7 separate regions of the Mus musculus genome follow, and all the other regions are linked to region 1. The links are chromatin contacts, called in public Micro-C, capture Hi-C and promoter capture Hi-C maps. All regions are on one chromosome and are shown on one strand. The core of a region is the stretch at or near the end of the contact, and the rest is flanking DNA. Distances in the headings are between cores, read along the strand shown.

What was found. Promoter capture Hi-C pulls out the DNA fragments that hold promoters and counts their contacts. Hi-C and Micro-C count contacts between places; a contact is called where the count stands out from the background. Capture Hi-C pulls out chosen DNA fragments and counts their contacts.
Region 2: a promoter capture Hi-C map of hematopoietic stem and progenitor cells shows a contact between it and region 1. The contact joins the promoter of Pskh1 here to the promoter of Hsd11b2 in region 1. A contact is called at or near these places in 3 of 39 promoter capture datasets (cranial neural crest, hematopoietic stem and progenitor cells and pre-B cells), 2 of 115 datasets of contacts at active chromatin or transcription factors (large pre-B cells and memory CD8 T cells) and 2 of 9 other capture datasets (adipose tissue and liver).
Region 3: a promoter capture Hi-C map of liver shows a contact between it and region 1. The contact joins the promoter of Psmb10 here to the promoter of Hsd11b2 in region 1. A contact is called at or near these places in 8 of 39 promoter capture datasets (the C10 cell line, cranial neural crest, embryonic stem cells and 4 more), 1 of 484 Hi-C or Micro-C datasets (the G1E-ER4 cell line), 2 of 115 datasets of contacts at active chromatin or transcription factors (large pre-B cells and pro-B cells) and 2 of 9 other capture datasets (adipose tissue and liver).
Region 4: a contact with region 1 is called in a Micro-C map of embryonic stem cells, with 2.4 times the contacts expected there. The contact joins the promoter of Cbfb here to the promoter of Hsd11b2 in region 1. A contact is called at or near these places in 2 of 39 promoter capture datasets (3T3-L1-derived adipocytes and stem cell-derived epiblast-like cells), 1 of 484 Hi-C or Micro-C datasets (embryonic stem cells), 1 of 115 datasets of contacts at active chromatin or transcription factors (memory CD8 T cells) and 1 of 9 other capture datasets (pancreatic islet).
Region 5: a promoter capture Hi-C map of pre-B cells shows a contact between it and region 1, with 3 times the contacts expected there. The contact joins the promoter of Edc4 here to the promoter of Hsd11b2 in region 1. A contact is called at or near these places in 5 of 39 promoter capture datasets (cranial neural crest, liver, neural stem cells and 2 more), 3 of 115 datasets of contacts at active chromatin or transcription factors (embryonic limb bud, embryonic stem cells and large pre-B cells) and 1 of 9 other capture datasets (adipose tissue).
Region 6: a contact with region 1 is called in a promoter capture Hi-C map of embryonic stem cells. The contact joins the promoter of Dpep2 here to the promoter of Hsd11b2 in region 1. A contact is called at or near these places in 9 of 39 promoter capture datasets (cranial neural crest, embryonic stem cells, hematopoietic stem and progenitor cells and 4 more) and 1 of 115 datasets of contacts at active chromatin or transcription factors (memory CD8 T cells).
Region 7: a contact with region 1 is called in a capture Hi-C map of embryonic stem cells, with 3 times the contacts expected there. The contact joins the promoter of Slc12a4 here to the promoter of Hsd11b2 in region 1. A contact is called at or near these places in 5 of 39 promoter capture datasets (cranial neural crest, embryonic stem cells, liver and 2 more), 1 of 115 datasets of contacts at active chromatin or transcription factors (memory CD8 T cells) and 3 of 9 other capture datasets (adipose tissue, embryonic stem cells and liver).

What each region holds. Positions count from the first base shown.
Region 1 is chr8:105,516,672-105,520,171 of GRCm38.p6, forward strand. It overlaps Hsd11b2 (hydroxysteroid 11-beta dehydrogenase 2), which reads left to right and starts at 2,075. Exons shown (of 5, transcript NM_008289.2): 1 at 2,075-2,458. The coding sequence starts at 2,194.
Region 2 is chr8:105,898,776-105,902,282 of GRCm38.p6, forward strand. It overlaps Pskh1 (protein serine kinase H1), which reads left to right and starts at 1,699. Exons shown (of 3, transcript NM_173432.2): 1 at 1,699-1,765.
Region 3 is chr8:105,936,140-105,939,733 of GRCm38.p6, forward strand. Psmb10 (proteasome (prosome, macropain) subunit, beta type 10) reads right to left here and starts at 2,253. Exons shown (of 8, transcript NM_013640.3): 1 at 1,816-2,253; 2 at 1,540-1,627; 3 at 1,355-1,452; 4 at 1,102-1,242; 5 at 727-842; 6 at 557-615; 7 at 1-8. The coding sequence starts at 1,871. Lcat (lecithin cholesterol acyltransferase) reads right to left here. Exons shown (of 6, transcript NM_008490.2): 6 at 3,412-3,594. The coding sequence ends at 3,433.
Region 4 is chr8:105,168,439-105,172,188 of GRCm38.p6, forward strand. It overlaps Cbfb (core binding factor beta), which reads left to right and starts at 2,236. Exons shown (of 6, transcript NM_001161458.1): 1 at 2,236-2,615; 2 at 2,868-2,954. The coding sequence starts at 2,538.
Region 5 is chr8:105,879,118-105,882,989 of GRCm38.p6, forward strand. Edc4 (enhancer of mRNA decapping 4) reads left to right here and starts at 1,764. Exons shown (of 29, transcript NM_001301100.1): 1 at 1,764-2,041. The coding sequence starts at 1,960. It overlaps Nutf2 (nuclear transport factor 2), which reads left to right. Exons shown (of 5, transcript NM_026532.4): 5 at 1-1,285.
Region 6 is chr8:105,989,130-105,993,143 of GRCm38.p6, forward strand. Dpep2 (dipeptidase 2) reads right to left here and starts at 2,644. Exons shown (of 11, transcript NM_001301204.1): 1 at 2,519-2,644; 2 at 1,467-1,781; 3 at 763-889; 4 at 340-469; 5 at 113-254. The coding sequence starts at 1,735.
Region 7 is chr8:105,964,274-105,967,978 of GRCm38.p6, forward strand. It overlaps Slc12a4 (solute carrier family 12, member 4), which reads right to left and starts at 1,842. Exons shown (of 24, transcript NM_009195.3): 1 at 1,652-1,842. The coding sequence starts at 1,766.

The sequences.
Region 1 (3,500 bases), core at 825-3,324:
AAGACTTGGAAAAGTTCCACCTGAAGAAGTATTTGTTCTAGAAGCATCCTACTCAAAGACAATTCCCTCCACCCATCTACTCTCAGCCAGTCTCCCTCTCTCCCTGTCCTGGGTTTCCCCAGGTACTTCATGGGACTAGGGTAGAGCCCTGCTTCCCATTCTCCCCACCTTGCTCTCTTGTGTCTATTTCTTGCTCTGAGAACTGGTGTGTGTGTGTGGCGGGGGAAGCTTGACTATTCCCCCTAGGACTCTGCTTTCTCTCTCTCTCTCTCTCTCTCTCTCTCTCTCTCTTTTTCCTACCTTAGGGAAAGTACTTAAAGTGGCTGAGGCTGGAAAAACTGTAGCTGGATTCTAAGGAGGATAACTTAGTTAAAGCAAGGCATGTCATTCATTTCTTGACCTGGACAATTGACTCAGAACAACCGGAGTCAGTGGGTTTAGAAAAGGATTGTTTCTCTGAGTTCCTAGAAGCAAGAAGAGGAGACAGAAGCTATAGGAAGCACACGTAGCACATACACACTTATGTGCAAGCACACATAAGGTCATACATGACACAGGGCATAGAACCCCATAGACACAGATATAAAAGAACTCAAAGCCACACACCCAAGGTCAGGGACACACAGCTTACTCAGGCAAGTCCTGACACCCAGGCCAGGGTTCCACCATTGTCCATATTTATAGACAGAGGATGGGTGGATGGAAACACACGAGTGACTCTGAGTGGGGACAGAGGAGTGACTCTGAGTGGGGAACAGGGGTCTTCATGCAGAGTTCTTCCTCTCAAGAGAGTCTGGACACCAGCTCCTTCCCGAAGAGTTCACTGGCTCTTCAGGAACCCACACCCGGATGGAAGGGAGGGCTTTGAGTGTTTACATGAAACACTGGACCGGATTCTGGATACAGGGAAGAGAATGAACCGCAGGACAGAGAGCTGTGATAAGGAATCTATGACCCTCTCAGGACCTAGAAAGGATAGAGATGAGGAATGGGGAGGTGTGTGTGTCAAGGGGGGAAGGTCTGGGGGTTCACAGACGTAGGGATCTCCACAGCTCGGCTTTGCTCCTCGCTCTGCACTTAACCCCCAGTGCCTGCCAGAGCCCTGGCATGCATGTTAGGCACAGGTTGCCAGACACGGGGGTGGCGCAGGGTGCCAGGCCACACACAAACAAGGACCTTCATACACACAGGGAGGGAAATGCACCCACACACTACTTAATTCATCCCCTGGGGACTCAGTGTAGCAGATCAGGGACCACCCTGTCCTGACCCTTCTCCCAGGTCTTCCCATTAACTGGTTCCTGGGGAGGGGGTAGATGAAGCTAAAGAAAAAAGGAGACCTTGATGCCTTCATTGACCTTTCCATCTCTGTCTTTCTCTGTGTGTTTCTGTCTCTCTGTATGTATGTCTCTCTCCTCCTCCTCCTTCCTCTCCCTCCATCCCCAGTTCTAGACTATGGAAGAAAATGAAGTGAAACAGAACCCCCCTTCTCTCCTAGCTGTGGCTGAGAACTACCCAGGTGAGAGTGCACATTTGGGCGTGTGTACCAGGGACCTAAGGCCATGCCTGGCACTGCATGCGGGGGCGGGTGTGGCTGGCAGCAGACTCTGGCTGCTTCCATGCAGTGTTCTGGAAGTCATGGCAGTCACAGCCACAGCAATGTGGAATACTTGAATGAAAGTTGGTGGTGGTGGTGCTGATGTTGGTGGTATGTGTGTGTTAAGTATCCCTGAGGAAGCGTGAGCAGGATGTGCACTCCTGAGCTCGGAGGCTCAGAGTCCTTGGCATGCCAATAGGCGCACAGGAGTGAATGAGATGTAAGGCACAGGGTTGGGCAGACTGGCCCTTTCCCGGGCGAAGCTGGCGACTGACGGCTCCGCCTCATGCAACTTGGGGACTTTGTTCCGGCTTCTTCGAAAACGGATCTAGACAGGGGGGCTGGGCGGGGGGGCACCTGCCTGGCGTGGGGTGCTAAGATAGAAGTGGAGGAAAGCCCCACCCTAGCCCCGCCTTCGCACCGCCCCAACCCCGCCCCCAGGGCGCTTTATAAGCTGGGTCCGAGGACCCCGCAAAGAAAGCGAGTATCCCTCCCACCCCAGGCCGGTGTTCCTCTGCATTCCGTGTCCTAGCCTCGAGTCCCTCTCGGCGCTCCCCAACCAGGCCCCCGCCCCGCCCCAGCCCGGCCCCGAAGTCATGGAGCGCTGGCCTTGGCCGTCGGGCGGCGCCTGGCTGCTGGTGGCTGCCCGCGCGCTGCTGCAGCTGCTGCGCTCAGACCTGCGTCTGGGCCGCCCGTTGTTGGCGGCACTGGCCCTGCTGGCTGCTCTCGACTGGCTGTGCCAGCGCCTGCTGCCCCCGCCGGCGGCACTCGTGGTGCTGGCTGGTGCTGGCTGGATCGCGTTGTCCCGCCTAGCGCGCCCTCCTCGCCTGCCGGTGGCCACTCGCGCGGTGCTCATCACCGGTGAGTGTGCAGAGCGCAGGGACTCCAGGCTGGAGGGCGGGACCGCACACCTAGAGGGTTTCCCTTGGGCGCCATCAAGGGGAACTCCGCAGCTCAGACGTAAGAGTCCTTCTCTAAACGCAAGAAAGTGAGCCAAGTAGGAAGCTCCGGGCACCTCACCAAGTCTGGGTTAACTACCTGCGACCGCGAGGATTATTGGTGAGAAAGTAGAGAGTGGGCAGGTGCTCAAAGGAAACTAGTGACTGAAAGAGGAGAAACTTAGTTTATGCTGAGCTCCTTAAGAGATCAGGTGTGGAGCAGAAGACAGTACTTTAGGGGACTTCAGAAGACCCGAGACGGGGATAATGCCATCTCTTGAACTCTGCCTGACATCCCCCACATCACTAGAACACAGTATCTGCTATTCTCTGGGGGCAGAGTGCTTAGATGGTGAGTTCTGCTCCCCGACCTCCTCTGGCTGGAATCCTTGGAGTTCAGAACCGCCTGAGTTCACAGCAGCTGGAGAGTAGCTGCTTCTTAGATCCAGCTACCCACTGCCAAAACTGCAGCCGCCTGCAGTCTACACCTAACACCTCATCCTGCCCAGCCCTGGGTGCCCAGGAAAGGGTCCTCAGAGAGCTGGACTCAGGTGTCTCTAGTGCCTGCCTGTGCTTTCTTTGTCTGGAGCAGGGAATAAATCTGTCATCAGGAGGGAAGGGGAGGGGAGGGGGGCTGCAGACCCAGCAGGAAATGGGGAGGGGGAGGAAGGCCAGGGGGCATTGGTCCATTGCATGGGGGGAGGGGCAGCTGTTTCTCCCCCAACCACCATGGCTTCTTGGAGGTCTTGGTCCTTTATGGGTGGTCTGCATGATAGGATAGGGCCGGGAGACTTTAGGAGGAAATCCTTGAACTGGACCTTGGAGGGAGTTGGGTAGTGACAGGTGGAATCTGAAAGGTGTCTTGGATCCTAGAAAGGGCGTGAGACAAAGGTTTAAGACAGAAAGAAATAAGCACGGTTTGGGAAGGGGACAGTCAATAACCAGTCTGGCTGGGGGGGGGGGGG
Region 2 (3,507 bases), core at 449-2,948, 380 kb after region 1:
CTGGATTTGATCCCAGATTTGGCCCCAAAATCAATGCTCCTTTTTTGTTGTTATTAAAATTATTTATTGGGCTGGTGAGATGGCACAGCAGTTAAGAGCATTGACTGCTCTTCCAGAGTTCATGAGTTCAAATCCCAACAACCACATGGTGGCTCACAACCATCCGTAATGACATCTGACGCCTCCTCCTGGTGTGTCTGAAGACAGCTACAGTGTACTTACATAAAAAAAATAAACCTTTAAAAATTATTTATTTATTCACTTTATCACCCCTTCCTTTCCTCTCAGTAATCAGTCACACAGGTCCTTCCCCCATCCACTTTCCCTGTCTCTTTTGAGAAGGGGAAGCCCTACTCTGGGTATCACCCCTCCTCATGCTGTTTTTTTTAGGCAAGGTCTCCCTGTGCAGCAGCCCTGGGTATCCTGTTGCTATAGACAGACCATGCAGGCCTTGAACTCAGAGGTCCCCCCTCTGCTTCCCAAATCACACCAGGCTGGGTTAAAGTTCATGTTTTTAGTAATCCCATAACCCTTTGAGAAACAAATTTCATTGCTGCCATTTTGAAAGATGGTCTTAATCTGTATCCCAAGAAAACTTATAACTTCTATAACCTGGCCTTTTTTTTTTTTTAAACCTCTCACTGCAATATCCCCTTAAATTCCTGAGTGCCAGGATTATAGGCATGTGGGAACACACTGATGAATTTTTTTATTGAGATAGGACCTTAATAAATACACCAGGCTAGCCTCAAACTAAAGTCTTTCTTGTTGCTGCTTCCAAAGTACTAGGATTACAGGCTAACGATGTTTTGTCTTTTTTAAAAAAGTAAAAGTTGTTTCAAAACCTAGTGTGTTAGTACAAAAAAAAAAATCTTTATTTTTTTAATTAATTAATTTTTTGTTTTTTTTTCAAGACAGGGTTTCTCTGTATAGCCTTGGCTGTCCTGGAAGTCACTTTGTAGATCAGGCTGGCCTCGAACTCAGAAATCTGCCTGCCTCTGCCTCCCGAGTGCTAGGATTAAAGACGTGTGCCCCCACGTCCAGCTTCTTTGTTTATTTTTGAGACAGGTTTCTCTGTAATAGCCCTGACTGTCCTGGAACTAGCTTTGTAGACCACACTGGCTTGGAACTCAGAGATCCTCCTGCCTGAGTGCTGAGATTAAAGGAATGTGCCCACCATGTCAAGCTTGGTAACAATCTTTTTTATTCGTTATTTTATTTTATAAATCTCGTGATTCATTTGTGTTTGCATCAATACATTAACAATCTTTTTTACTTTTTATTTTATGTTATAAATCTCGTGATTCATTTGTTTTTGCATCAATACATTAAAAAAAATTAGCCCTGGCGTGATGACACACTCCCTTGCCCTTCAAGAACTCCTTCATCTATAGAAGAATCTTGCCATTTTTTTTCCATTTCTCTCGGTCATTACCTTTCCCAGAACTTTTCCCTCCACAAATGGCTCCCCAGCGGTGTCTAGCGGCAAACAGACCCACCCCTGGAAAAGAGCTCTGCTCCGCCCCGAAGACGTTGATTGGCAGGCACTCCGAACCCCCCCCCCCCCCTACACACACTTGCGTTCGCGTCTGGAGGCTCCGCCTCCCTTCCGTCCCTTGGCCGCCCAAGTTTGTTTTGGCGTCAGGCGCGCGCAGTAATGACGCCACCACGCTGACGCGGGAGGATGGCGGCGGCGCCCGTGGCCTGGGCTGGGAGACGGTGGGCTGAGCCGCCGAGACTCCGGAGAGCCCGCCGCCCGCGCGAGGTGAGGCCTTCCGGCTCGGGGCTTCGGCCTGACCGGCGTGAGGGGCCTGCGAGTTCAGCCGCGGGCGCAGCCAGGGCCTGGCGCGACTCCGAGCCCTCGGTCCCCGTGCACTGGGGCCTGTGGGCTGGGGAGCAGGCCGGGCTGTGGCTACCCGCGGTCCCCAGGCATGGCCTCGAAACCTCCTGCCGCGTTAGGCCCGATGGACTTGGTCATCTGCCTGTCTGTGGCCCAGCCGTCCCGCGTCCAGCGCGGGTCAGGTTGATCTAACCTTGTTGTGTGCGGCGCCTACTCCACACCCTTCCCTTGCGACTGAACGCCAGGGTCCTGCGGGGGCCATCGATCGCTTCCATGTACTGGCTGGAAAAAGGGCCAGAGTCCAGCTGGGTCGCTTGCAAGGCAAACCTGTCATACTTATAAGGAGAGCCCCGCTCAGTCCTCTGAAGCTGCTGCGTGTATAATTCGCACCAGAAAAATCACTCGTTAAAATTGCCTCCTTAGTCACTGTAGGGAAAAACTAAACCTTGTAGCCTGCAGCATTCAAAGCTTATCATAATCGGATGTGGCCTACCTAGCCCTGCAGAGAACGCCTGGGCACGTCTGTACTGCGATTATGTAGTGTTTTGTTGAGGCATGTGAGCCTCCTATTAACTCTGTGGTTTCATACCCTCGAGGTTCAGATAGCTGCTTTCTCGGTTTGTGAAACTTCCGTTCATTTCCACCCTCACTCACCAGTAGAGGAAATTAACCTGTGTCTTTTTGAATCTATCACCAATGTCTTTTCCTTGGAAAACTGTCTCCTGCGTTCACACAGTAGTAGTGTTTAGTTAAAGCTATCGGGACACTGACTTGAATAGATACAGATTAAGCCTTGGGGGAACATCTGTCATGGCCAGCATTTTGAGATAGTCACAGCAAACAGTGACATCTTGAAGTATTTTTTTTCAAGATACAAATTCAAGAGTTTTACTCTTCTCTAGATGTGGTAGACTACACTTCCGATCAATAAGGGCTAGTTTAGGCTACATAGTACATTTAGGACGAACCTGGGCTATATGAGACCCCGTCTCAAAAACAAAATACTCCAAAGCCCTGGTTTGGTGGTGCATGCCTGTGATCACCGCACTCCTGAGAGAGAAGCAGGAGGATGCCCAAAAGTTAAAGGACAGTCTGATATAGTGAGGCTGTCTTGGGGGTGGGGTGGGGGGAGTCTTCACTTTATTTTTCTGCTGATTTCGTTGATGGAAATTGAACTCAGGGCCTGAACCCTTTTCACTTAGCTACATGGTCAGCTTACAATGTATGGTAGCTTAAATGCTGTAACCCCAGCATTTGCGAAGCAGAAGGAGCAGGATTACCATGGTACTTGAGATGATCCCAGACTGCATATCGAGTACCAAGTCAGCCAGGACTACAGAGTGAGACCCTGTCTCATGAAGCAAAACAAAAAATAAGAAAGAAACAAGATATGAGGTAGAAATCTGTGCTTTTAAAGTTTTTTTTAAGTCTCCTTCCTCCCCCTGTACAGTGATTGATCCTGGGCATTTTGCATTCTAACAACTGAGCTGTGTCCCCTTTTCAGAAAATTGTGAAAATGATGCAGTCAGGGCATAGTTGTGCACACCTGTAATTCCAGCATTTAAGAGACTGAGGCAGGAGGATTGCTCTAAGTTTGAGGTCAGTCCTGCTTCTATAGTGAGTTCATCAGTCAGTGTAGCCTGGGCTACAGAGTGAGACCCTGTCTT
Region 3 (3,594 bases), core at 1,003-3,502, 420 kb after region 1:
GCCTCCAGCTGGGTAGTGGAAATGAGGTTAAATGGACCTAGTGTTACCACACTCTAACCAGGGGACTTGTTAATCTTGAAGTCTAGACAATTTGCTCTTTATGTAAGCTCAACCTCCTTTCTCTCCATCCATTGAAAATTCCAGTCCCTTGGCTTCTGACCCCCTCTCCTCCAAAACTGTGTGCCCTCCACTCACTGTCCTCTGTACAAACTTCTCAGTGTTGCTTACATGTACCCCCCCCCAAGTTGTCTTCCCACCCAGTCTGTCACGTGTTTCTCTCTGGGCCTTAGTTATCTCTGAAGCACATAGTCACTTACTTCTATCCCACTCCCAAGTCCAATCTCAAACATCATTTACCTCTTCCTTCAGTAATGATCCGTTGTGAGCTTCTGCTTCTCTCTGTGGTCTAAGCTTGGTTCCTGACTGGCCCTCCCATCTTCAACTTTACTCAGTCCCTACTCAGTTGTCCCCTTCACACCTACAAGCCTTTCTTATTTCTATACTTGGCTAGGGTTTTTCAGCACTCCCCGCCAGTGAGCATGAAGAAGTCGCTCACCGTCATGTTTGGCTGGAACCGGTCTTCCAACAGTGCCACGGCTGCACCCTGACCAGAGCCTGCAGGTGGGAAGGGGCATCCGAAGTCAGTTGTTAGCTGCGGAGGTACAAACCTTGAAGGTGGGGTTGCAGGAGCAGGATTCGTGTGATTTAAAGGGTGGAAGAGCTCACCAAGGGCAGTAAAGGGCAGACGGCTGTAGGAACCATGTGGGTGCACCTCGTAGAGCTGAGGTCCGTTCAAATCAACCCCGCCCACGACCAGTGATGCCCCCACGTGGCCTTGGTACCTGTGGAGGAGCAGGCAGGGTTAATGTTAGCAGACAGGCCCCGCCCATTACACTGCCTTTTGGTCTGAGTCCCACCCCTTCCTTTGGCCTGGCGTCCTGCAATTGACGCTGCCTCTTCCGGAACTCAGCTTGGTCTGTCTTCTTCCGGTCTCCCTGCAGGTCGCAGCCCCGCTCCCCCCCACTCCACGTCCCGCCTCCTGTCAACTCCACCCACCTGCAGATACCCCGTTTAGGGGTCATCTTAGCCCCACTTGCTCACCGGAAAAGCGTCTGGCGCAGGATACGGGTGACCGTGGCCACCCGAGGCTCACGGCCGGTGGACAGCGCATGTAGTTCCATCTTGGAAGCTGCCATCCGCGTAGTCATCTCAGTGTCCGCAGCTACTCCAGCCCCACAGCAGCTAAGGGACAAAGGGATGGTGGATGTGGACAGGGACGTGCAGGGACAAAGTAGGGAGTGAGCGACAGTGCAGCTTATGTTTGAATATGGGGACTGGTCCGGGGCATACTGACTAGATTTTAGGGGCGATGAAGTGGATCTTCTCGCAGCTTTTGTCCGCCACAACCGAATCGTTAGTGGCCCGCGTGTCCGCTCCCAGGATGACTCCATCCTGCAGAGGCAGAGCCCAGCCTTAATGCCCACCTGATCTCCGCAGTGGCTGCCCTTCTAGCCCTCCAGCCCTTATCACCCCGCTTACTCGGAACACAAGCCCCGCGATGGTAGTCCCGGTCTTGCGTGCATGAGGAACCCGAAGTCCCGGAAGGACGTGTTCCAAGGACGCATTCCTGGAAACATTGGGGTGACTCGCGTTTCAGTTCTGCATCAAGGGAGGGTCCCTGAACCGGTCCCCAAACCCATTTCTACTCATCTCCTGGCTTAAGCCCCTACTTGGTCACCCAACATAGGGTTCCCCCACTCCACCAATAAAACAAGGCACCAGCAGTTCGTGACTAGAACTCCACTCCCCTTTCACCTCTGGCAGTTCTCGAAAGAGAAGCCTCCTGTGGGTTCCACTGCCTGCTTCAGCATCTCGCAGGAAGGCCAAGTGAGAATGCGGGGGTCTCGATGAGTGGATCAGCCAGGGGGAGCAGAGGCGTCTGTCCTGGCTTCTGTGGGGTTTTTCCGGACGCTTCCTACTTTCGCTTTCACCCCCACCCTAGTTCAGAGGCTGTTGGCTGCTGTGTGCATCTTCTCTTTCACTTTCGTCTTTGCTGCTAGTCCCAGATAACTTGAGGAAGGGGCTATTACACTCCTTGCCAGACCTATGGTGCGCCTTAGATCCTCCATTCCCATCTCTGCTGACACCCCCTGAGCACTGCAGGCACATACATGTATTCAGGTAAAACACTCACACACATAACCCCTTAAAAGTAAGTAGAAATGAAGCCCTTGCAGGCTTAGTTATGTGTGTGAGTGAATGTGGTATGTGCATGCCACATGCCCACCAAGGTCAGAAGAGGGCATCAGATTCCCTGGAACTGAAGTTACAGATGATCATGAGCCACCATGTGGGCGTGCCACCACGTGGGCGTTGGGAACCAAACTCAGGTCCTCTCCAAGTGCAAAAAAATGCTCTTAACTTCTGAGTGCTTGCTCTCTCTCTCTCTCTAATGTCTCACATTAAATCTTCTTTAGATGAACTGTCTTTTCTTCAGATCCTAAACTTTTTTTTTGGGGGGGGGGGGCGCTTGAAAAACTGTTTTTCAGTGTAGTTGAGTGTAGCCCTGTCTGCCCTGGAATAAGCTCTGTAGACAAGGTTGGCCTGGATGAGAAGATTAAAGGCATGTGTACCACCACGTGGCCCTAATTTTTTAATTTTTTTATGGCTTATTTTATGTGCGTTGGTGTTTTGCCTGCATGTCTGTGTGAGGTGTCAGCTCCCCTAAAACTGGAGTTACAGACACTTGTGAGCAGCCATGTGGGTGCTGGGTATTGAACCAGGGTCCTCTGGAAAAACAGCTTCTTTCAACAGACGCTGAGCCATCTCTCTAGCCCCATTTATTTGTTTGTTTTTTCGAGACAGGTTTTCTCTGTATAGCTCCGGCTGTCATGGAATCCAAGTTCTTACATTAACAATCCCCAGCCCCAATATCTTAAATTCTATTTATTTGTTTGTGTTTTGGGGACAGAATCTCTGTGGTCTTGGCTGTCCTGGAACTGTGTGTATCAGAGTGGCCTACAGAGATCTGCCTGCCTCTGCCTCCCAAGTGTTGAGTTGAAGGCGTGCACCACCATGCTTTATTATAAATTTCTGTATCCAACCAGAACTCAAAAGTCGACTTCAAATCCTATTTCTCTGTGTCCCCATTCTAACAGCCATATACCCAGATCTGAATATTGTCCTGGGCCCCTAAGAAGGAAGCCACAGAGCAAGCTTCCTGAGCAGCTCAACTAGGACAATGAAAATCTATTTACATATCTCAAAGTCAGTCCAGTCTGGGGCCTTAGCAAAGCCCACTGAACCCCGTGTTCCCCTAAGCCCAGATCAAGCATGCATCAGCCAGGTGATGCAGGTTATCTAAGGAACCTAGTAGTGCCTTCCCCTTAACCCATAACAAACACCCTGCACTTATTTATAACAGCTAGGTCTTTATTCAGGGGGTGGGGGACTTGGGCTGGCAGCTGGCGACTTAGGAGTGCGGTAGGCACCCAGTAGGATGGCATTGATATGCTCCAGTGTCTTATTGCTGAAGACCATGTTGAGGTGATCTGTCTCGTTCATGGGCAGCAAATGTACGGGCTGCGACTGGCG
Region 4 (3,750 bases), core at 986-3,485, 350 kb before region 1:
AAACACTATACCCGTGTGTGTGCATGCACGGGCACACATATACACAAACATTAAAAATAAATAAATAAATGAAGCCATGCAGTGGTGGTACACACCTTTAGTCCCAGCACTTGGGAGGCAGAGGCAGGTGGGTCCCTGAGTTCCAGGCCAGCCTGGTGGACAGAGTAAATTCCAGGACAGCTAGCATTACACAGAGGAAACCCTGTCTCAAAAAACCAAAAATAATAGATAAATAAATGAATGACTAAGTGAAAAGATGGTAAAATAGCTGAAGATCCATCGATAGAAGTTGTTGGCATCCATTCATGCACCTAATCTGTTCTATAGGCTTGGGGTGGGATGGAGGGTGCCTGCCCCAAGAAGGAGATAATTCCATATTTGCTAATGGAAGGAGTATGTCTTTTAAAACCATCAACCTAATCACCTCCTTCCTCCTTTTTTGATTCTCTTTTTTGGCACAGGTCCTCGGCTCAAGAAATCTTCCCACCTCGGTGGCCAAAGTCGCTGGCACTGTAAGTACGTGCTGCTTACAAATTTCACTGCTAAAACCCCTGACCATGAAGGCTGGGACTGCAGCTCAGTGGTAAAGCGCTTGATGAGGTGAATCCCTGGGTTTGAACTGCACCGCCTAGACTGTGGTGGTTTGAGTGAGAAATGGCCCTCCCGTAGGCTCAGATGTTAGAATACTTAATCCCCTGTGATGGCACTGTTGAGGTGTGGCCTTGCTGGAGGAAATGTGTCCCCAGGGCCATCTTTGAGGTTTCAAAGCCACTGGCATTCCTAAATCTTATTCTGCTTTCTGATTAAAGATGTGAGCCCTCAGTTTCCTGCCTCTGTCACCATGCTCCACCGTTCAGGGATTCTAACCCTCTGGAGTGGTAAGCTCACACAAACTCTTCTTATAACGTGCCTTGGACATGGTGTTTTATCATGGCAGTATGTTTTACTCAAAACACACACACACACACACACACACACACACACACACACACACCACTCCCACCAACAAACCTTTAATTTTGGGTAATCAACTCTCCAGACTTCAGTTAAGATGATTAACCCTCCTAGTTTGTTAGGGACTGAGCAGCTTCAGAAGGCTTGGGGGGCGGGGGGAGGTCATTGCTAAAAATGAGAGCTGTCTATGGCAAACTAGGACAGTTCCTTACCCACGTTTAGGTCCCTATCTAATAAATGAGATTGGGCTGGACTAGCAGTGAAATTCTGCCAAAATCTGTATTCAAGCAGGCATTAACAACTGACCTCAGAACTGATTCCAGTGACTTATGAGTATCTTTTCACAATCCTTAGCATCTGGCCAGCTGCTGCCAAGAGTTGGCACTTACCTGCCATCCTTGAACTGAACTTTTAACAAACTGCGATTTTTAAGGATCAGAGTTTATTGAGGGTCAGCTTTAGCTCAAGCTCTGCTGCAAACCCCGAGTCTGGTTTTCTTCTGCTCTGGTAAGTTCTCTAGAACTTGCAGATCTTGGATTTTTTTTTTTTTTTCTTGTTTGATTGCACATTTGGGTAAAAATATGGACTGGCAACCGGTTACATATAATTAAGATAGTTTTCCTTTAAATGATGTGCTAGATCTACATAAACACTCTCCTACTAACGCCATGAACTTATGAGTGTGCATTTTAGAAATTACTAATCTGAGACTTACTGGTCTGGTACTTGTCTAAACCTTGTCTGCAGGCAGAGCTACACGGAATCCTAAGGCCAACCCCGTTTCAATAGCCACCACCTTTTTACACCATGATTTGGTTAGATGCTTACTTCCACCTTTCAGTGCACAGTCCACATCCCTCCCTGTATGCAAAGTCCTCTAAGATTTAGGTTTCCTTGAATTCAAGTGGCCCTTCTGGGGGTGACTCTGCGTGGCTGGCTGGGGAGCCAAGAAGTTCCAGATCGCTCACAAAGGGCCAAAAAAAAAAAAAAAAAGGTCTGCGGGTCCGCTTCTAGTTGCTAAGAGAGGGGCGGATCCCTTCTGGGCGGGTTGTTCGCAGAGAAGCCCGCGGACAGGCAAGGGGAAGTGCTGAGGAAGGAGCAGGGTTTCACTGCAACCCAGCGGCCCCGCAAGCGGGTGGGTGGCGCATGCGCGGCGCGGGTCGTGGAGTTGTGAATGGTGCGTCTTGTTTGCTAGAGTTTGAGGCGGGCGGGCGCGCGAGGAGGAGAAGGAGGAGGAGGAGGGGTGGGGCCGGCGCGGGGCGGGAGAGCGAGGAGGGCGGCGAGAGGAAGTGGCGGCCGCAGCCGGGGGAGGCTGGAAGCTGTGTCTGCGCGGGCGGGCGGGAGGGAGGACGGCCGGCAACGGCTGAGGCGGGCGGCGGTAGCGTGGGTTGGGCTCCAAGCACACGGCCGCACCTCAGCCTCCCTGGAGCGGGAGGCCACGCGGGCGGGCTCCTGAAACAAAGAGAAGCGGGAGTCCGGGTGCCGCGGGTGGGCGGTCAAGGCGGTCAGCACCGGAGCCCGCCAGCGGGTGCCCGCGCGAGCCTGGGGAGCGCGGCCGGCCGGCGCGGCCTGAGGGCGGGAAGATGCCGCGCGTCGTCCCGGACCAGAGGAGCAAGTTCGAGAACGAGGAGTTCTTCAGGAAGCTGAGCCGCGAGTGCGAGGTGAGGCGGTTGGGGAGGCGCGGAGGCCTCGGCGCGCCCCGAGTGGGCCCGGGGAGGAGAAAAGTTTGAGCGGCTCGGTTGCCGGGAAGCCCCCGGGACGGCGCGCCGGCCGAGGGGGAATCTCGCCCCGGCAAGCAGTCCGCCCACAGGCTCTGCTTGCCCTTATCGGAGCCGCGGGGAGCGGGCGGGCGGGCCGGCGGGTGCCGCCGCGGATTTGACTCCTGATTTCGGGGCCGTCTCTCTGCCTTGCAGATTAAGTACACGGGCTTCAGGGACCGGCCCCACGAGGAGCGCCAGACACGCTTCCAGAACGCCTGCCGCGACGGTCGCTCGGAGATCGTAAGTCGCCGGGGAGGGACCCCCCCACCCTACCCCCGGTGCGCGCGGGGAGGCCGCGGGGACCCAGGCGCGCGCCAGTCACTTGTTGCGCGCGGCCCCGGGCGTGTTCCGGACGGCGCCGCGGACGCTGCGGCTCCCGGAACTGAGCCGGGGGCGCAGGCTCACTTCCTTAGTCCGGATTCGAAAAGCAAGAAAGAGGCAGATGCTGGCGGGGCGGCTCGGCTCGGCCCTCGGGCGGACCCGCCTTCTCCTTGGCCCGCCGCGATGGTTCGGTTCGTGGGATGGTTTGCGTGTCCTAGTGCCGGCTCGGCAATCCGAGCGGAGCTCCAACCGGAGCTTGGCGGAGGTTGTCGCCTAGGCTGTGACCTCCGCCAGACATCGGGGTGCTTGTAGGAAGGATACAGCCCTACGTGTAAAGAATCATTGGAGGGGGATCAGCGATAGGCTTGTTTCTGAGAAGCGAGATTGGTAAATCTATATGAGAAGCTATCTCCCAGTACAGCCGAGAGTAAATCTATTCCACTTATCTGTTGTCCTAATAGAAGAGAGAGACTGTCCTAATAGAAGAGAGAGACGAGAGAAAGGGCCCCAGTGGATGAACAATTTTCTTTTCTTAAAATGTTAAGAATCCGAAAGAAATCTATATTTTCCTTTTTCTAACCTCGATGTGCCTGTCTGAGTATTGGAGTTGCTAAAGAATTGCCTGGTGCTACACAGACAAATCCCATAGTTCATCTAGAGGTTCCTGTTTTATATTTGAAGACTGCTATGGACTCGGCAAGTCCTGGGTTGAAAA
Region 5 (3,872 bases), core at 514-3,013, 360 kb after region 1:
GCGCATGCCTTGGAAAGACTTAAGTAATGCAAACGATTGTCGGGTTTTGTTTTTGTTTTATTTTTTGTTTTGTTTTGTTTTTTTAATCTACTGACAAGTTGCTCTAGTAACCCAAAGAAGTGAAGGAGAAAGCAGCTGCCTCACCAACCGCCCAGATATTGATTTGTTCAGATGTTTCAATGCCTCATGATACAATAAAACCACAAAAATTTTCTTAACAGTTTAAATTGTTTTAATTAGTTAAGTAGTTGGCTGGGCATCAACAGTTCCAGCCCATTGTCTCACTTTCCCCACCCCCATCTGCCTCACCTCAACAGAACCTACTGCAAGGAGCAGATTCACTCAAGTGGCTAAGCTCGCATGTCTGCGGGCCGGGGCAGAGTTCTCTCCAGCCCCAGGGTTTTGGAACGCAGGCCTGGCCTGAAGCTTCTCTTGGACTGAAGGCTCTTCAGTCAGCTCTGTCTGATACCACCTGTGGCCTCTGCTCTGTAGATTTGGGTCTAGTAGCAGGGTAGATATTCTGTAGCAGCTAGAAAGGCCTTAGCAAATATGGCTTCCCATATTTATACCCTCTGGGTTGAAGTCCTAAATGTAGGGGCCTGCTCTATACCCAAAATAAGTGACATGCAGATGCCCACATTCCCCAAGCAAAGCGAGAGATGCTGTGCTGCCTGCTTGGGATATCAGAGCCAGGCGCCATTAGGTGGAGTATAAATTCCACACTGGAAGGAAGCAGTGTGAAGGAGTGCTCTAACTCTCCCCTCAAGACCTGTGCAGGGCATTTACACACCATCTTCCTACTTTCCACATACCCCATACACTCTTCAAATCCCAGGAAATCTTAACTAGTATGGCAGTTTCTGCCCTGTTTCTTAGTCTGGGCACAGGTCTTGCTCAGTACCGATATAGCTTTTCATCCTTGAGACCTCTGGATAGTATAAAGCTACTAAAATAGCAACTGCAAGCTAGAACCAAGCCCAGGATTTGGGGTTTAGGATTGGCTAGGCACACCTGAACATGCCCTTCTCCCTGCTCTCCTGCATTGTGAGGGGAGAGTAAAGATTTCCACATACTCCACAGGTTGCCTGGTTAGACCAGCATAGTCCTGGACGCTACACAGAAGGTTCCAGTGGGATTGATCTCTAGCTGCTGTGTATTGGGGGAAGTAGGGGTGGGAGAGAGGTAGATGCCAGCTGCCTCTTAATCCACCCTGTATAAAATCTGCAATACAGCTTCTTCCATGTACCTGTGCCTGAAATGTCTGCAATAAAGAGGTGTTTGTAAACTATGGTCTCTTTATTCCTAACGTGAAGTTACCGTGTGGGACAAGGGGTTACTGGGGACAGTTGGTAACAATGACAGTTTTGGGGGTAGAAACTATCTCCCTTGCCCTTGCATCTCCTGGGGCTAATGACCTCGAAGATGTCTTGGTCTTGCTTACTCCTAAGCGGGGGAACAGACCCTTACCAGTTCACCTTATTTAAGGTCTGAAAAGTTACTACCTGAGTGGTAAAGTTGGCTTTGTTGTACCATTATCCAGTTCATCAGAATGGCCTAGGACCTGGGTTAGATCTCCAGAGATGGTAGGGTTTTAGGCAGTCCAATGCTGAGTACATTTACTCTTTCTCAGTCTTGTGAAGTTTAGCCACTACTGGGCTAGCCAGGAGCAAGCAGCCTACGGAGGCTGCCTCTGATAGGAACTGGGGCTCCTTGAGCTCGGAACCTTTCTTCTGCGGTAGTTGTAGGTTCCGGGAGCGAAGGTCAGTGGGACCGGAAGTGGAGGCGGTTGGTGGGGTTGGCAGGGCTCACGGACGCAGTCCGGGCGGCGGTTTGCGAACTGCGGCTAGGTTTTGTGTAGTGCTCTGTCTCCTCTCTAGCGGGGTCGTGGCTGGGCGAAATTGGACACTGCGGAGGTAGAGGAACTAACGTCGGGCGAGCAGGACTCTCGTGGCTGGGCCCATGGCCTCCTGCGCGAGCATCGACATTGAGGACGCCACGCAGCATCTGCGGGACATACTCAAACTGGACCGGCCCGCCGGAGGTGAGCCGGGATGGGGTGTGTAGGCTCTTAGCGAAGTGGTGGACGTATGGCGTGGATCTGAACCGTTTTCGGGTGCCATAGGCTCCATTAGCCAGACTCGGGATCCTCCGGTTTGATTGCGGAGGACAGGAATTGGAGTCATGGATGATCCCTGGGTATATCCAGAGAATGGCGCAGACCCCTGGGTGTTACCCCTCCCCATCCTATGCCAGACCATTCTGCCTTGTTCTTAAGTGTTTTGGCTGAAGGTATGGCGCTCTCCTCGGAATCCACTCAATCCATCTGGTTTCCTTGCCTCCAAATTTCAGTGCTTTGAGAACTGGCCCCGTATCCCTCCTCGCCAGGGTTCAGAGGCCTGGTGCAGTGTCGGTTTAGCGAGTTCTAGGCCTAGAATTAAGTGATCTGCTGAAGAGCCTCTGTGCCCACCCTGCAACTTGGCTTCCCCCCAAAAGTGTATACTCCCAGGCCAGGTGTTGCTCTGAAAACGATTTTCTGGCAAAAGGTGGACAACCCCAAAAGCATGTTTCTCCTGGATTGAAGGCAGATCACAGACAGGCTCTGATGAGGTTAGATTAGGTTCCAAACGTCAGCAAGCCCATATGTTCCCAATTCATTCGAGTTTTACTTAGGCTCCCAGTATCCTCCTTGGGGCTACTCTTCCCAGATGAGAGTTCCCAGGACAGAAGGCCACCAGCATTGTAATATAATGTTATTGTAAAAGGATGGTCAGGGTACTTTGATGGGAATGGGGAAATAACGGTGAGGGAGATAGAGGGCTGGTTTGAGAGGAGACTGTTAGGGCTAGTTTGGATACTATAGACAGGAGATTGAATACCAGGAAAAGTCCTCGAGGCACTTATGTGGAAGACACATATTACAAAAAGGAAATAGTATGTATAAAAATGAGATGTTTCCGTGCGATTCAGAGACGTTTGAACATTGAGGTGGTTGACCAGAGATAATGGTGTACATACTGAGAAGTGATTCTTTTCTCACACCTTTTATGCCTGCTGGTGGAACCCAGACTGCTAAAGCGGGCACTTGTACTCTCCAGTGGGTTCAGCTGAGACAGCCACAGATAATCCGTTTGCTGTCTGAGCCTCCTGGGCTTGTGCTTTCAGGGTGTGCTCCCTTGACTCATGAGGCGGTTAGTGCCTCTGATGCCCACGGTCAGCTGAGCAGACAACTGTGTACAGACTTTGTAGAGCCTGGCATGATTAGCTGTGTAGCCTAGGCCTTTTTATCCTCACCATAGACGGCTAGGAAGGGAGAGTAGCCAGCTCATCCCTGAGCAGCTAGAGTGGTTCTAGTCCTAGTGAGAGAGAAAGGGTCTTTCCATGTAATTCTTTTGTTTGGTGACCGGCACTTGATTTTTTGGTTGTTGTTGGTTTGGGTGTTCGTTTGTTTTTTAGGATAGGGTTTCTCTCTTTAGCCCCGGATGTCCTGGAACTTGCTCAGTGTAGTTTGTATAGGCTGGCCTCAAACTCAGAGATCTCCAGAGTGCTGAGATCAAAGGTGTGCACCGCTGCTGTCCAGCTGATGGTTTTCTTTTCAAGTAGCTTCTGCCTGTCTCTTCCTCGAAGGACTTATCAGACCTAAGACTGTCTTATGACTGAAAACTTGGTCTTTTCCTGAAGTGCCTTCTTGCTAGCGAGTTTGGGAAGTGGTATCTGAATTAGGGAGTTTTTAAACTTAGCCAAGAAGCCAAGCATAGTAGCATTCACTTGAGTCCCAGCACTTGGGAGGCAGAGGCAGAATTGTCAGCTGAAAGATACCTCAGGCTACGTGTTGAAGCCCAATCTCAATAAATAAGAAAATAAATAACTACATA
Region 6 (4,014 bases), core at 1,394-3,893, 470 kb after region 1:
CCCAGTCTGGCTCTTATCAAAGCCCTGTGTGCGAGTCTCGGGAATCTACGAGGGCAAACCTTGGTCTTTGTCCACAAGGGCAGATTCCCGCTTTGGAGGTCTCTGTGCTTACCAGGGTGTGTTGCAGGTGTGTGTGAGCGTCAGGTAGCGCACCCCCAGCAGGTAGAAACTTCGAAGCACAGCGAGGCTGTTGTCTAGTGAATGGCCACCTTCCACACCAATGAGGCAAGCCAATTTCTGGGTGCTGTTCAGAGCTGTAGGCGTAGGTCAGGTGATTATTTTCAGGAGCTATACAGTAGCTTCATCCATTCCCCCAATACCCTGAATAAATCCACTTAACTTTAACTGAGGTCACAAGTTCCAGCTCAGAATAAGAGGCACATATTCTGCGAATGAGGTCTATCTGCTCCAGAGTGAGACGCAGGGCATCCCGGTCCTGCGTCTGGCATGGTACGTAAGCAGACCAGAACTGGAGGCAAAGCCAGGGGTTGGTTTGTATAGGAGAGCTACCTTGGCCTTACAATGGACAGACTTGTGGGTTTAAAGGCCACATGTAATGAATCTGACCCATCTAGCCACAGGCTTATATTAGGGCTTTTTTTTTTTTTTTTTTTTTAATTTCTTTGTCACTATGGTAACTGAGTTCCCATCTGACTAAATTGTCATTTCTGGGGCACCAATTTCTTCAACCTTCCTCAGCAGCTCTCTCTCTGTGTGTGTGTGTGTGTGTGTGTGTGTGTGTGTGTGTGTGTGTGTGTGTACCTGGGCTCCCACCAAGCCATCTTTAAGCCTATCCAGGCTGGTCTGGCCATGGGTGAAGTTTCTCAGGTTAGCATCTTGTAGTCCATTCTGGTAAAATTGTCTCAGGACAAGAGGCATGTCATTGTGGCTGTAGAAGAGTCAAAAAAGAGGTTAGGTCAAACAAAATTGGCTGAGTACTTCTGCCTGTGATCCTAGCAGTCAGAAGGCTAAGGCAAGAGGATCATTTAAAGTTTCAGGACAGTCTAGTCTAGGCTACTTTTTCATTACGGATGGGTGTGAGCCACCATGTGGTTGCTGGGATTTGAACTTCAGACCTTCGGAAGAGCAGTCAGGTGCTCTTACCCACTGAGCCATCTCACCAGCCCAGTCTAGGCTACTTCTAATGAGCTCTGTAATAATCTGGACACACACACACACTGTGCCCCTTTGGTTTCCAAGTCTAGCAGAACGTATTTCTGACAGCTTCTCCCATCCTTACCATCGTTACCTAGACCATACTGAGATCCCCCAAAACCTGGGCTGGGCTGGGACTCCTCACTAGAGAAGTGATAGAAAGAGGTCACCCACTGCTGATAGGAGACAGCATCTAGGGGTGGGTAGTAGGAGAGGACCTTTATTAGTACAGCAGGCTCCGAACCCTCTGCACCCCAGGTGTATGTTCAACCCCGTTTCATTCTGGCCGCCCCCAAGCCATCCTTACACACCCATCTATAAGCGGGAACTCCTGCATCAGAGCTCTTGCGCGATCTCGCAGGTCTGGGAAATTGGGGTTGCCAGGAGTGGTTGGAATGCTGGAAATGTCGGGCTTGGTGAGTGCTCTGGGGATGCTTGATGTAGTGGAAGCACCAGAGAAGCCTGGTTTTGTCTGGGTCCATATTAGAGGCTGTGAAGGCCCTAACAGCAGCAGCACCAACAGGAACACTGAAAGCCCATGGCCAAGCACCCAATGACCCTTGAGGCCCGTGAGCGACATCTTGCTCAGGGCGGAGCAAGCCGGCACGGATGAGGGTCGCGAAAGCCTGAGAAGGACAGAAGGCAGTGATATAATCCTGAGCCTCAATTTAAGCCACGCACAGACCAGGTCTGGTGAGAAGAGGTTTGAGGTCACCAGATTCCAAACAGCCGCTGTACGGGAAAGAGGTGCATGACATCCGCCAGGGGGAGCTACAGACCTACTATCCCCGTCTTGAAGTGCACTTCCGTGGCCTGCTTCTGTCTAGGTTTCTTTTGTCCAATGTCCCCCCTGTTTACTGTTCCCAAGGGACCAACCCAGGTGATTCCTAGCTGCGACTAGGGACTGTTCTCCAAGAAAGTAGACCCGTGGTGTTTCTTTCACAGTGAAAGGGCCTCTAGCTCTTTGCAGACCACATCTTGTCCCTGACTACCTGCAGCCTTCCCTGACTTCTTCAAGGGACACAAGTACCGAGACACACTGACCTCTCCACCTTATCTACCATCCTCTGAAGACTCCAGCCAGCAACTGGGAACTATTAGGAACACACACCTGCATGCCCCAGCCCTATTCAAGGTGAGGACTGGTCTCCCTCCTCAGCAGATGCTGTGCCCACCCAGGACTCTCCTATTGATCATGTGAGGTAAGAAGAGAGTAAGCACCTGAGTGCTTCAGGGAAATACTTAGTAGCACAGGAACAAAAGTCTGTCAGCTAGAGAGATGGAAGGACATGGAATACCTTCCAGGGCAGCAGAGCCCCCCATCCCAGCACCTTCCTCCTGGGGCTGCAGGCTGACCTCCTACCTCAGTGTGGAAGCCAGGGCAGATGGATAAGCCCTCAGACCTGCTACTTGTGTCCAGCGGCTCCACGCCTGGTGTCTGAGGCTCTTGAGGCCAGAGCTCTCCCAGAAACCTCAAGGACTTAGTTCCTGTCCTTACAAGCCCCACCCTGTTTCCAGCCTGAGCCCTTACCCTCTCTGCTTTCTCCAGGATCAGCCCTGGCTTCATGCATGCACACACAGAACACAGACACCACACACACACATATAACACAGACACCACACATATAACACACACACAAACACATACCATACATGTACACATTTCCCCCCCCCCATACTACACACAAACACACACACACACACACACACACACACACACACTGGCCATGTATGTTTTTGTAGAAGTCCCATCCCTTAAGGCAGTTTCAGGGTCTATGCTTATACTCCATTAAAAAAACCTTTTCTGTTCTGACCCCTGGCCCCCACTGGAGAGGATCCAGTTTTTGCAACCTTCCTCAGGAGGCATGGGGACTTGGAGATGTCAAGAAACCCTCTTTCAAAAAGGAAATGGAGTCTGGACATGATAACATTTGTCCCAGAACTTGAAAGACATAAGCAAGTGTATCTCTGTGAGTTCAAGGCTAGCCTGGTCTACATAATGAGTAGGCCAGATAGAGTTACAGAGCGAGCCCTGTCTCAAATGAATAAATATATTTTGAATTTAAGAAGGAAATGAGCAAACTCTTCGATAAGGAGGCAGAAAATTTGGACTACCCAGGACGATGTATTTGTGTTTTCGGGACTGTACATTAGTGTGCGCTGCCTGTAGTAGTGCTATGCTAAAAGTAGCCAAGTCCTTGCCTGCTATAGCTAGTAAGTAAGTCCTTGCCTGCTATAGCTAGTAAGTAAGTCCTTGCCTGCTATAGCTAGTAAGTAGGTTTCATTGGTAGGCCCACTCTAGACCGCGTATTCCTTTGGGGCTGTGCTTCACACCAAGGTGTTCTTTGCTGGCTTCAGACCTGGCTCCTTTCCCTCCCCTCCCCCACTGCCACTTTCGTGCGGGCCAAGTTGACAAAGGGGAAGAGAAACTCTCAGGTTTTCCGGTCTCCCTGTCACCATTGTGGGTTTGAGGGTAAATATCACACTTGTTTTGTTTTTTTTTTTTTTTTTTTTTTTTTTTTTTTTTTTTTTGGTTTTAGAGCTTTATTATAGAAATGCAGGAGAAAGAGAGAAGGTAGAAAGGAAGAAAAGAGAGAGAGAGAAAGAGAGAGAGAAGAGAGGAAAGAAGAGAAAGAGAAAGAGAAAAGTGAGAGGAGAGGTAAGAGGACAAAGGAATAAGAGAGTGAGGTGCGGGCCGAGCACCCCGCTTGTTCTGTTCTTAATAAGCCCCAGGAAGTTGAAGGGTATAAAGAATACGGCTTGGAGAGAGAGAGAGAGAGAGCTTAGTGCTGAAGACACTGGCTGCTCCTCCAGAGCACCCGGGTTTGATTCCCAGACAAAATATCTATACACATAAAT
Region 7 (3,705 bases), core at 592-3,091, 450 kb after region 1:
GTGTGTGTGTGTGTGTGTGTGTGTGTGTTGTGGGGGGGATCCTAACAGAGCTAGGCCTAAGATAGTTCTGTGCTCTCTGATTCTTTGCTATATCTACAAAGAAGAAGCAAAATCACTCACCCGGATGCAGGGTGTCCCCCATGCCACAGACACACCACAATCTGGCCGAAAAGTAAATAGGAAGAGAAGAAGGGGGTGGGGTTGGGAGGAGCTGGCCTAGCCTGGAGGGATCTGGCAGGGCACAGCCAACAGCCAGCATAGCTCCAGGTTACTCCTATCAACCTGTGAGGGACCAAGGCGGAGCCAAAGAAAAGGCTCAGTACTGCCCATTGGTCCAGGCTAATCTCCAGGATGCAGTTCAGTACATCATCTAGGGACAGACATCCTTCCAGTCCCAGGGAAGGAGGGATATGGTTCCGACACCTTGGACCAGGCAAGGGGCAGCAGGGGATGTGGGATCTAGGGTTACTTACACACAGCTGTGAAACCTGACAAATCTCCGTGACATCTGCAGTCCATGCCCCTGGCCTGTATGTCCACATGGCAGGCAGGTCATTCAGTCACCGTTCACATGAAGCACAGACTACCCCTCAAGCATGTCACCATCACAGACCTATCAGATAGCCTCCGATACCATCACCAGACACAACACACATTTCCTACACCTTTCTATCACGGTCAGCCTCAGACATCACAGGCATTTGTTATCATAGCACCAGGCTCATCACTGGCAGCCTTCCTGGAAACAGTAGCCATAAGGACGTCCTGACCTGACCCTGTGATACTCAGCGACACACGTGCATTTACACATGCCTGGACAGCTATACAGACAGACACATATAACCAGGACCGTTCCCATTCCAAGTGTGAGGAGCCTCCGTGGGTGGAAGATGGAGAGATGGGGCACTGGAAGGGAGAAAGGGTTTACCTCTATAACCAGCCCTGATACCTAGGTTAAGGCACTACATTCTCATATCCGGGTTTGAATCCCACTGGAACAAGTTACATAACTCTTCCCCACCGCCCTTCACTCCTTCCTAAGTGCGAGTAACAGAACCTGTCCCATGGGGGAGGTTGGGAGGATTAAAGCGAGTTGCTTCATGTACAGTGCCTAGACAAGCCTGGCCCCGTGTGACTGCTCCCTAGGTGTCCATGATACGCACAGATCTACGTAGACCAAGGCCAACACAGGCTCTTCAGCGAGCACACCCTTTGCTCCTACCGGGCCAGTGTGCAAGGAGGCAGGGGTAGGGAAAGGACAAGAGAGGGGCGGTGAGTCATAGAGGAAGAGAGGGTGACACTCAAGAGGATGGGGGCGATTCACAGAAAGTGAGGAAGCTACAATCCAGGCTTCCATTGGACCCAGACCCGTGGCGCGTTCGGCGCCAGCCTAAGCAAGGCAGCCCGTTACCCGGCCTCCCAAGGCGGCCACGTCTGCAGCCCCCGCCCGCGGCCCTCGGGGGAGGAGCTGGGAGTGGGTGGAGGACGACCTAGCCCGGGAGTCCCGGACCAAAAAGACTCATCGGTCTGAGCGCGCAAGGAGCAAGAAAAGTGGAGTCCTGCATGGACGTCTGCGCGCGCGGTCCGAAGGCGCGAGTCCCGTGTAGATGCCCCCCGTCCCGGCCACAGCCCCCGCCGGGCGCACCCTCACCGTCCGAGTCTTCCCGCTCGGCGCGCTCGCCGTAGTCCACCCAACTGAGCCCCTCGAGGTTGTCATAGTCGCCGCGTCGCGGCCCGTCCACCGGCACCACGGTGAAGTGAGGCATCGCGCGCGCTTGGCCCGCGGTCCCGGCCTCCAGCCGGCAGTCCCCGCCGCCCCAGGCTGGCCCGCCCCGCCCGCTCGCATTCCACCCCGCTGCGCTCACTTCCTCCACCCGCCCCCCGGGCCGCCCCTCGGGGGCGGGGAGCAGGAGGGGCTCGGGTCGGCTCCTCCCCGAGGGGGGATGAGAGGACCCCGGGAACGAAGTACTCTAGCTGCTGGAGGGTAGGGTTCCTGTGTGTCTTTGGGTAAGGGGTTGCCCTCTCTGAGCCCCAAATGCGATACTTAATAAAGTGAGGGAAAGTATTTTAACTTTTAGGGGTATTATGATGGTGAGACGGGGCGCAGGGTGCACTGGCTCTGTTCCCTGAATCTAATTAGCTCTCAGTCACTTTTTGTTATTTAGCGGGAAAGCTAGCAGGACCTGGTCAATGTCACAGTGACCACCCCAAACCTCCTCAAGTCTTTCATCACCCTCACATACATACTCTTCCATAGCGGGAAAGCTAGCAGGACCTGGTCAATGTCACAGTGACCACCCCAAACCTCCTCAAGTCTTTCATCACCCTCACATACATACTCTTCCATTACCATCATTTCTCTCTAACGCTTCTCCAGGACTTTGGTAGCCTACGGTCTCTCCCTCAGTTCTGCTCGCTGCAGCCTCTCCCTTAGCAGGTGGTTGAAGATCGTATGCCCTTCCTAGAGGAGTCCGCTCCCTCCTCGCTAGAGGTTACACCGGCCCATCCCTCATCGACACTTTGGGATAGCCCAGTTATCTCATTTGAACTTGCTCCTTCATAACCTCACCTCCTGGAGGTTCCTGCACCCGAGTCCTTTCCTTTCTTGGTGCTAACTTCTTTCACACTCAGATAACTTACCTAGTCGCCTTGACTTGAGAATTTTTATCTTTCTGAGTTGTTCTTTTGGCCTCTTCCCCCACCCCACCCCGCTTCCTTCCTATCAGAAAGCTCCAGGGCTCATCTTTCTGCTCTATCTCCATTCTTTCTCCCTTTCTGGTGTAGCCTTTAGAATTTGGGCTGACTCTAGAATCCGCGCCCTCTGCTGCCACCCGCCAGCCCCAACTGCCTGGGTGGGCCGCTCGGCTAGGACCTCCCTGAAGCAGCTCAACAACTAACCCTTCCCAGTCAGCTCTTCCGGGCTGCAATCGGCCTCCCTCTCTTTCTGGCACCTTTAACTGCTTTCCAGCTGTGCGCGCGTGCTCTCGGCTCTGCATCTCCTATCCTGCACTCTCTGTATAGAAGGCTCACTGGTTACAAGCTTTTGTTGTTCTTGCCCCAGACCCAAGTTCAGTCCCCAGCACCCACATCAGGTAGCTTATGACTGCATATGTCTCTAGCTCCAGGGGATCTGATGCCCTCCAGCTCCCTCAGACTGTACCAGGGTTCACACACACACACACACACACACACACATTTAAATTTACCTTTAAAATTGAAAAATAAACTGAGCAAGAAGAAATATAATACAAGCTATGAGTAATAAATATTCCAAAAAAAGATACAAGGTATAACTAATAGCATTACCCCAGTCAGTCCAAAAATCAAAACCAAAGAAGCAAACAAACAAAAAAACAGGTGGGTGTCTACTGAGGAACAACACTTGAAGATCTTTGGACACACACACACACACACACACACAGAGGCCCCATCTTTTCTTCTCTTTCTTTTCTTTCTTTTTTTTAAGTTATTTTCTTTCTTTCTTTCTTTCTTTCTTTCTTTCTTTCTTTCTTTCTTCCTTCCTTCCTTCCTTCCTTCCCTTCCCTTCTTCTTCTTCTTCTTCTTCTTCTTCTTCTTCTTCTTCTTCTTCTTCTTCTTCTTCTTCTTCTTCTCCTCTCCTTCTCCTTCTCCTTCTCCTTCTCCTTCTCCTTCTCCTTCTTCTTCTTCTTTTTTGCTTTCCCCCCCCCCCCCAGAGAGTCTCACTAT